2 separate regions of the Sus scrofa genome follow, and region 2 is linked to region 1. A link is a contact called in public HiChIP or PLAC-seq data. All regions are on one chromosome and are shown on one strand. The core of a region is the stretch at or near the end of the contact, and the rest is flanking DNA. Distances in the headings are between cores, read along the strand shown.

Region 1 (4,714 bases), core at 503-3,002:
CCGAGCCCGCCTCCCGTAGGCGCTCTGCTGCCTCTCGCGGGAGGGCCCAAGAGGGGCCCTCTTTGAGGCCCCGCCCTCTGTTTTTTGTTGTCTTGGAAACCATTCCTGACACAATCGGGCTTCCGGTGACTGGTTGGGGGCTCCTTCCAGAGGTCTGAACACCAGGCCCCACCTGCTCCACACCGTTAATAAACGGGGCGCTGAAGTTGTAAGCACAAAGCACCGGCCTAACAGTGCCCTGATTCTTTACGGAGCGCTTCCTGGGGCTTCACTCATTACACAGTATTCACAGAGGACCTTGTGCTAGGCGATGGGTTAGATGCTGGGGGCCGGAAGAACGAGCTAGACATGGTCCCGGAGCCTACAGCCCAGTGGAGGGAAAACAAACAAGAAGCAAGCAACAAAGGAATAAAATAGCTGTAAGGTATGTGAGAGCAATGAACAAACAATCAACTGAAACCAGGAAGGGGGCATACTTTGGATAAGGTGCTCAAGGTTGTCTTTTCTAAAGAGATGCCATTTAGCTGAGGCCTACTGAATGCAAAGGTAGCAAGGAGTAGGCCAGGGGAGGTACAGCATTCCAAGGAGAGAAAAGTCTCAGCAACAGCACTGAAGAAGGTAAAAACCTTTCTGGGGAACCAAAAGGAAGCCAGTAGCCTGGTGACAGGGGATCAAATCTTCAGGGCCTGGCAGATGGGGTTAGGGTAAGGTCCTTATAGGGTAGATTTAAAAGCCAGGGCAGTCAAGTGCATAATGCACCCCCTTACCCCCACAAATAACTTGGAAATAGAAAAAAAAAAATCATCATTTGAGTCACCTGCAGAAAAAAATAGAAGTCATGCAACAGCCCTCAAGACAAAACTGTAAGAAATCTTTTTGGAGATACTAGGAAAGTGTTACCCTCAAATCTCACAGGTGAGATAAATATGGCACTAAGACGTTAAATCATTTGCCTTAAATCACACGGCAGAGGCAGCACTGGACCCCAGGTCCAACTCCAAAGCTCCACACTTAAACAGTATTAAACACAAGTCCACATTGTCACTCAGAACTGTTGTCTATTGGTCATGTAAATACCAAATGGACAGTTTGAGAGGGCAACTCTAGCAGCATCTAAGAATCCAGCTTTGTTTGGTCACTGTACATCTGCTCATACAGCAAAGATGGGCCATCTGCTCAGCTGTCCAGCCAACATCTACCACTGAGATCACCCTTTCCAAACCTTTGGCTGGTGACTGGGCTTTCCAAAAGGCATGTCCTCAGGAGAGGGTTAGCTGATTGGCAACCATCCAGTCAGTACTCATCAACTGGTAGATTTGGTTTTATGGGCTCTAAACCTTGGGAGATAGACCTGTGACAAATCAGAGTTCTGGCTCACACAGGCAGTGCTGTCCAGTGAGGGTGGAGTGAGCCACTGCCAAATTCTAGTGGACATCCAGCTTCACTGTGAGCTCCTTTACATTCGCTGGAAACTAGGAAATAGCCATGTGCCTGAGGCAATGTCATAAAGGGGATAATAGCTTTCAAGCTGCCCCCACCCACAGCCCCTCCTCCTTTTAACATCACCTTGTCCTGTTCCAAGAGACCTTTTGGCCTAAAGCAAGAAACTTTTGAAAGCTCAGCTCAAAAGCCAACCCTCTGAACCTCTCCCCAACTTCCTTTTCCATAAATACACCCTTTCTTGGCACCCAAAGGCTTACATTAGTGATTATGAAACACTTCAGTGCAGCTATTTACACACCCAGCCTTTGTATTGTCCCCTCCCAAGACAGGGATAATGTCACCCCCCCCCCCAATGCCTAGCGCAATGGAAGTTACCAAACAGCTTGAATACTGGGCTGGTGGAAAGATCAGTTGTTTATTCAGTACCTATATGGCAGGTACTATGTTAAATTTACATTATCTCCATTTAGAGATTAAAAAACTGAGACAATATAAATAACCTGCTTAAATTCAGCAGCAAGAATCAGGACTCAAACAGTGTTTTGGTTTTGGAGTTTTTTTCTTTTACTTGAAGATGTCACTAAGATTTAGTGCTGTCTACTAGAACTTGCTACGATAAGGGAAATGTTCTATCTACTGGGTCACAGGGGAGGCATTACCCACCAGTAGCTATGGAACACTAGTGGGACTGAGGAATTGAATTTCAAACTTTTTGGGGGGGTCTTTTCTAGGGCTGCACCTGTGCCATATGGAGGTTCCCAGGCCAGGGGTCTAATTGGAGCTGAGCCACCAGCCTATGCCAGAGCCACAGCAACGTGGGATCTGAGCCTCATCTGAAACCTACACCACAGCTCATGGCAATGACGGATCCTTAACCCACTGAGTGAGGCCAGGGATCGAACCCGCAACCTCATGGTTCCTAGTCAGATTCATTAACCACTGAGCCACGCAGGAACTCCAAATGAGCTCATCTCTTATGTGAAAAGAACCAAAGCTCTACACAAGCAGAGAGCGTAGTTTCAGCAACAGGAGGAGCCTGGACTGCAATACAGGTCTCTTGGGTTAGGGCCCTTGGCAAGGTTAATGTCAAGGGCCAATCAGACAGCTGTGGTGGGGACCCCGAATGCCAGCCACATGGTTTTGTAGAAGAGCGAGTCCTACCAGCTCTCCTTTCACATATACACACAGAGCACAGACCTCATGCAGCCCCAGAGGGGCAAGAAGAGACTTTAATTAGGGGAGGGAGGATCCACCAGAATAAGAAAAGGTACAGTGAGCGAGGGAGCAGAGGAGCCACAGCAGGCGGAGGGCCCAGCTGGAAGCCCCAGAGAACTCACCTCTCTACCTCTAGCACAGGCACTGCACTGACAGACAAGGCAAAACAGCAGCCCCTCTCAGCTGGGAGGGCAAGAAGTGGCCCCTGTGGCCAGAGGTTGCCTAGCTTCCAGGCCCTAGCTCCTAGGCATGGCTGGTGGCCACCAGTGCAGCCCTTGGCCCCAACCAGTGCTGGATGGCCATCTTCAGGCAGAGCTCAGGAAGCTGGCAGAGGGCCCCCACCGCTTCTACTGGATCCACAGAATAAGAGGATGAGGGAGAGGAAGTGGAGTCTGAAACCTCCCTCCCTCCCCACCTGGGGTGGCTCTGGCGAGGAACAGTAGTCGCCTTCTGGCTCCAGGCCCGCCCAGACCCACAGCGACCAATAAGGTACAATCACTGGGACCAGTCACAGCCACTGGAGGTGGAGGTTGTTTGTTTAAAAAAAAAAAAAAAAAAAAAGACAAAAGGTTACAGTCTCCTACAAGCACAGAGTTTAAGTTTCAAGACTTAAAAAAAAAAAAAAACCTGTCCCAGCCCAGGGGACAGAACATCAGAAGCCAGCCTGACCAGGCACACATGGCCTTGGGGCAGGTCCACTGCTTTGTTGCCCAGCTAGCAAGCATACCACCCCCCTCCCGCATCTAACGCCCACCCCAACCCAGCTCCCCTCCACTGCTGCTGCCACCGCCGCTCTGGGGAGTAACTCCAGGACGCCTTCGCAGACACAGGGAGCTTGAGGGGGAAGGCCACAAAATCCAGCCAGATGGTTTAGAACTGTCAAGAGAATAAAGAGGAGGTGAATGGTGGTTATTATTGTATCCTGGCAGGTCTGCTGTGGGTAGGTGGGCGAGCTGCCATTGTGCTCAGATCTCTGCAGGGTGGGAGGGAGTTGGGTCCCAGGAGACTCTGTGGGCACACCCTCATTCAGCCAGCATTCAGCAGTGACCTTTGAGGCAGTGGCCCTAAAACCTAGCACTAGACAAGGCAGAAAAATTAAGGGTGACATGGGCTTTTTCCACAGCTCCCCTTGGCTATGCCATGGAGACTGCCAAAAAGCCCTGTCACGGTGCCTTGCTTGGAGAACTGAGGTAGTCTTCTAGAGCTGGAGGGCTCACATGCATTTGAGGATGTAAGTCAAGGGCAGAGGGACCCAGGATCTGGTACTCTGTGTCAAGCTCTGGGTGGTCCTCCAAGCAGGACAAGACTTTGAAATGTTTTCTGCCCTCAAGTATCCCCCACAGTGCCTAGACCAGCCCTGGACATTTTACAGACCAGAGGCTATGGCCCAAAAATGAGCGCTATTTGGCCCACAGTGTTCAAAAGACTATCAAGCAGGAGTTCCTGTCGTGGCTCAGCAGAGATGAATCCGACTAGGAACCATGAGGTTGCTGGTTCAATCCCTGGCCTTACTCACTCAGTCAGTGGGTTAAGGATCCAGCATTGCTGTGGGCTGTGGTGTAGGTCGCAGACGTGGCTGGGATCTGGCGTTGCTGTGGCTGTGGTATAGGCTGGCAGGTATAGTTTTGATTAGACCCCTACCCTGGGAACCTCCATATGCCACAGGCGCAAAAAAAGAGTATCAATCCATGTCCAACCTTGAAAACAGAGAAGTCACTGCATACAGATCCAGATTTTGAAATTCTTTTGATGAAGTCACAAAGGGCTGGAGCTGTGTGCTGGTGATTCTGTTTGGGTGAGGCATATGCTCAGCAGGTCCCCACAGGGTTCTCCTCACTCATGTGTATTACCAATTCGACCCTTTCATGATCAGAGGTTGTCAACCCTGACAGATGCCATGGCACTAGCTTAGATCTGAAAACATAACTCCAAGTCCTTCCCTTACTGCCTGAGGCACCTTGGACATGCAACTTAACTTCTAGAGCCAGTTTATTTCTCTGTGAAATAAGGGTAACACCTGATCCAAAGATGTTTTAGGTATTAAATGAAATGTGCG
Region 2 (4,851 bases), core at 866-3,365, 240 kb before region 1:
GCCTGGGAACCTCCATTTGCTTGGGTGCAGCCCTAACAAGACAAAAAAAAAAGGAGAGTGAAAGGAGACAAATCCCCAGGACTAAGAGTCAGTTTAAGGAGGGAGGAGTTTGTCTCAGAATAAAAACAGTATGTGTTTCTAGGGCACAAACTTGCTTGAAGATTTGGTGGGAAAATTTAAGAAATGTAAAGTGGGAAGTTATTTTTTTTATTGAACTAAAATACACATAATATAAAACTATTTTAACCATCTTAAGTGTATAGTTTAGTAACATTAAGTACGTCTGCACGGGAAGTAATTTTTTTGAAATGTTTATATTAAATCAGGAACAAATAAATTTTGGAGAAGGATGCAAAATCCACAAAATTTCCTAGAAAAAATAGGAGACTACAGAAATGTTGATGCCTGGCACAACTGTGCTCTTCCTCATTTGATATTAAGGGAACTTTGATGTAAAAGTTTAAAGAGCATTACTAAGTACACCACCCTCAAGGAAAAAAAGATCCATGGAGATCCTGCAAGGGGAGTTCCCGTAGTGGCTCAGCAGAAACAAATCAGACCTGGAGTTCCCGGTTGTGGTGCAGTGGTTAATGAATCCGACTGGGAACCACGAGGTTGCAGGTTCGATCCCTGGCCTCGCTCAGTGGGTTAAGAATCCAGTGTTGCCGGGACCTGTGGTGTAGGTTGCAGAGGCAGCTCAGATCCCGAATTGCTGTGGGTGTGGTGCAGGCAGGTGGCTACAGCTCCAATTGGACCCCCAGCCTGAGAACCTCCATATGCCTCGGGTGCGACCCTAAAAAGACCAAAAAAAAAAAAAAAAAAAAAAATCTTGCAAGGAAGGTAGTGAAAATTAAGCAAGTATTAACTTCTCTTCTTGAAAGCCAAGGAAGATGACTGCCTCCTTGGGCAGTAAAGCCTAGATATCCCCCACCTGGGTTACTAGGACAGTTTCTTAACCTTTACCAGTAGTCTTTCCCCTCCAAACCACTTTGCCACCTGGTAAGCTTTTCAGTGTTATGTCTGGCAACGCCATTCCCTGCTTAAAACTTTCAATGGCCCCATTTCTCAGGGATAAAGTAAACTTTCAGGCTTCCTCTCCCACCATTCCATACCCTCTCCTCTCCCCAAGACCCCAGGTGGTAGGTTCACTCTGCCTATTACTCTCACCTCCTAACCCGGTTGGTTAGATCCCATTCAAACCCTGCAGAATTCTCTTTCTTCTCCGAAAGCGCACACCCCTCCCTTTCTCTGAGCTGGTGCCCCGCCGAACTCTGCTCCAACCACAACACTTAGGACACTGGCTAGTTCTTATCTATTTATGCATTTGTCTCGTCTACTGCACTGGACCATGTACTTCATGAACGCAGGGATCTGAGGCGGAGCTGGCCCACTGGGCACATCAGAGGATATGAGATTCTCCCCTTCACATACAGAACAAATGGGCGTCAGGGATGGAATACACATGTGGCCATCATCAAATGCAAATTATTCAGTTTTAGAACAATGGGCTGTCACGTACTGGCAGCGTCAACCTCTCTGGGGCCTCAGTTACTCAAGGGTAAAATGGGAATACTAACGACAATAGCATCTGCCTTCCCGGATCGGGAGGGGACTCGGTGAGACGTGCCACCGTTGGTTGCCGTTGTTATCAGGCCTGGAGCACTGGGCGCAGCTCAGCACGGGCGACGGCAGGCGCTCGCTGCCCACGGGGACAAAGCGGCGGCGCGGCCCGGCGCGACAGGACGACCCCGGCCAACCTACCTCGGTAACTGTGGATGCGGCGGCCCGTGCCGGGGGGGAGCGTCGGGTAGGGCTGCGGCTCGCCGTCGAAGTTGAGCCACACGGGCAGCACGACGCGCGGGCTGCGGTTGCAGAAGATGACCTGGGACGGCTCCCGCGAATTCACCGAGCGCAGCACAGGCCGGGACCGCCCGGCCTCCATCTCCTTGGCGCCCAGCTCTTTGGAGTCAGACTCTTCCGTGCCAGACTCGGCGCCCGCCTCCTCCGCGCCGGCCCGGGCCTCTTCCGCGTTCCCCGCCTTCCCAGCCTTCCGGGGCATTACGTCGGACAGCCTGGACTACCCGGGCCTCGCCGGGCGGGGCGGGGGCGGGGCGTGCGTGCGCGTCCCCGGGCCTGCGCGCTGTTTTCGCGCGCGCTCGATGGAGAGGGTGGGCTACACCCCCTAAGATGGCTGGTTTGAGGCTGCGCGCATGCGCAGGTGCATCCTCTAAGCAGGGGCCGAGACCTTGCTGAGGCCGAGGCTATCACTGGCTATCCGGATGCCCGGTTTCCCGTATAAGTTGGATTCATGTGCGACCCATACGTTTTTGGCACAGCGTTCTTTAGCTCCATTCATTCTCTTAAGACCTTCGTGGTTTTTGTTATATCCTGCCCAACATCTGCGCTGTTTAATAATTTTCTCATTGATCATTTTTCTCTTTTGTCTCCATTTTGGGTCACAAAATTCGAATTTTGCACAGAAAAGTAGAATAAAGTGAAAATTTAGCTATCATCCCACTTCCCCCAGCCGCCTAGAGGTCCCTGGAGGCAACAAATATCATCAGTTTTTTTGTTCTTCCCTTCCAAGTTGTTCTACACATACGCAAGCAATTAAACATGTTTAGGAATTTTTTTTTTTTTTTTTTTTCGCCACCTGGGCATGCAGTTCCTGGGCCAGAGATCAGATCTGAGCTGCAATTGCGACCTATACTGCGGGTGCAGCGACGCTGGATCCTTTAACCCACAAACCTGTGTCCTGGCGCTTCAGAGATGCTGCCAATCCTGTTAGGTCACAGTGGGAACTTCAAAAAGGAATTTAATATCACTACAGTCAATGGAAATTCATTTACTATAGAAGGGTACAGTGGAACTAATCTCAAAACAAGTTACCGGGTTTTATCTATTAAACAAACGTAAAGGCGCTGAGCCTGCACTCTTCTTAAACAGCCAGGCGTTAGATGTTAGATACTGAGTGTTTAGTTGTTAAGTCAATTTTTTTCTGGACATAATTAGAAAGATTAAAGGAAACTGAAAAGGGAATCATTTTCATAGTTCAGTCTCTGCACTCTGTAATTCGTACCCACCTGGGTTCTCATTCCAGGTTTAGCTTCAAGTATGTGATCTTATTGCAGAAACCCTGGCAGCGGAAGGAGACAAAGGGCACTTGGAGATGCAGACAAAAGAAGGGTTTATTCAGCCCCTGTGCAGGCTCAGAGGAGCTCAGGCTCCAGAGTCTGAGCACCAGGTCTTTGGTCTCAGCAGCTTTTATACAATACAGCGTCTTGTTCTTTCCATGTAAGCAGCCAGGGACCTCCCCTTTCCCCTAGCAGACAGTGTTCCTGCCTAAGAAACTGAGCAAGCAAGGTTGCAGAAGCAAAACTGATAAGCAATGCTTGGATCACTCACTATTAGCAGGGCTGCTAGCTTGGACATAGGGCATGAAGTTGCTACAGAATTACAAGAAGGATGGTATGAGGCCAGCATAGGTGAAAAGGCAGGGGTGTGTGTGGGGGGTGTCCCTTACTTAAAACTCTTACTTCAATCTTGGGCAAAACTCCTTAATTCTCTGAGACTTTAATTATTCATATTTGAAATTGGCATTTTTAAGAAGTACCTATGTCCTATAAGTATGAACTAAGTGGAAGTATTCAATGCCTAGCCCAAAGCAAGCAGCAAAAAGTGGCAGTTACTATTCATAAAGAGGAGTAAAGTACTGTCTCTACCCTCAAAATCTGCTGGGCTCCTGGGAAAGTATAGGACATGTAGATTGTTTTTAATTTTTTTATTGAAGTATAGATGTAGAACATGTTTTATTAATAGCTATAAAAGAACAGGTGGAAGGTGACTAGCTGAGCTGAAAAGAATTAGGTAGATCTTCCCCAGAGGGGTTAATGGCTGAGATGTACTTTGAATAAAAACTGAGTTTTGCCTTCCCAATTCCCATCGTACAAATACCCAGCCTGTGTGTCAGATCAGGGCCAAGGCCCATGAGGAGACTGGGCAGACCCCACAGTAGGCACTGATTCCCCAACCCAGTTTGTTTCTCATTGATTTTTTTTTTTCTTTTTAGAGCCACACCTGTGTCATATGGAAGTTCCCAGGCTAGGGGTTGATTCGGAGCTGTAGCTGAGGCCTACACCACATCCAGAGCAATGCCAGATTCGAGCCGTGTCTACGACCTACACCACGGCTCATGGTAACGCCAGATCCTTAACCCAATGAGTGAGGCCAGGGATTGAACCCATATCCTCATGGATACTAGTCAGGTTTGAAACCCGCTGGGCCACAGCAGGAAATCTGTTTCTCATTGATTTTATACTCACTGCCTCCAAGCCCAGGACTCTTACAGGCCTACCACTTACTGAAAACCCACCTGATGGCCCAAGCCAAGAAGGGACACATATTTATGACCATAGACCAGCACTATACCTAACAGAGCCCACAGACCTAACATTTAAAAGAAATATCAGGGGGAGTTCCCATTGTGGCTCAGCAGAAACTAATCTGAGTAGTATCCATGAGGATGCGGGTTTGATGCCTGGCCTCAATCAGTGGGTTAAGGATCTAGTGTTGCTATTAGCTGTGGTGGAAGTCTAAGGTGCAGCTCAGATCCTGAGTTGCTATGGCTGTGGTGTAGGCCAGCACCTACAGCTCCAATTCGACCCTAGCCTGGGAACTTCCATATACCTCAAGTGCAGCTCTAAAAAACAAACAAACAAAAAGAAAAAGAAAAAAGAAGAAGAAGAAAGAAAAGAAAAGAAAAAAGAAATAGCAGGCAGAATGGAACAGTTAGGCTTTTTTGTTTGTTTTTGGCTACACCCCTGGGCAGCTGTTCTCAATCAAATCCACAAG

The links. HiChIP or PLAC-seq counts read pairs in DNA pulled down with a chosen protein or histone mark.
Region 2: an H3K27ac HiChIP or PLAC-seq map of alveolar macrophages shows a contact between it and region 1. The contact joins the promoter of VHL here to the promoter of TTLL3 in region 1. A contact is called at or near these places in 1 of 47 Hi-C or Micro-C datasets (embryonic fibroblasts) and 1 of 2 datasets of contacts at active chromatin or transcription factors (alveolar macrophages).

What each region holds. Positions count from the first base shown.
Region 1 is chr13:66,091,107-66,095,820 of Sscrofa11.1, reverse strand. It overlaps TTLL3 (tubulin monoglycylase TTLL3), which reads right to left and starts at 1,752. Exons shown (of 11, transcript XM_021069309.1): 1 at 1-1,752. The coding sequence starts at 103. It overlaps ARPC4 (actin related protein 2/3 complex subunit 4), which reads right to left. Exons shown (of 7, transcript NM_001206535.1): 7 at 1,841-3,534. The coding sequence ends at 3,529.
Region 2 is chr13:66,331,799-66,336,649 of Sscrofa11.1, reverse strand. It overlaps VHL (von Hippel-Lindau disease tumor suppressor), which reads right to left and starts at 2,115. Exons shown (of 3, transcript XM_003483214.4): 1 at 1,762-2,115. The coding sequence starts at 2,059.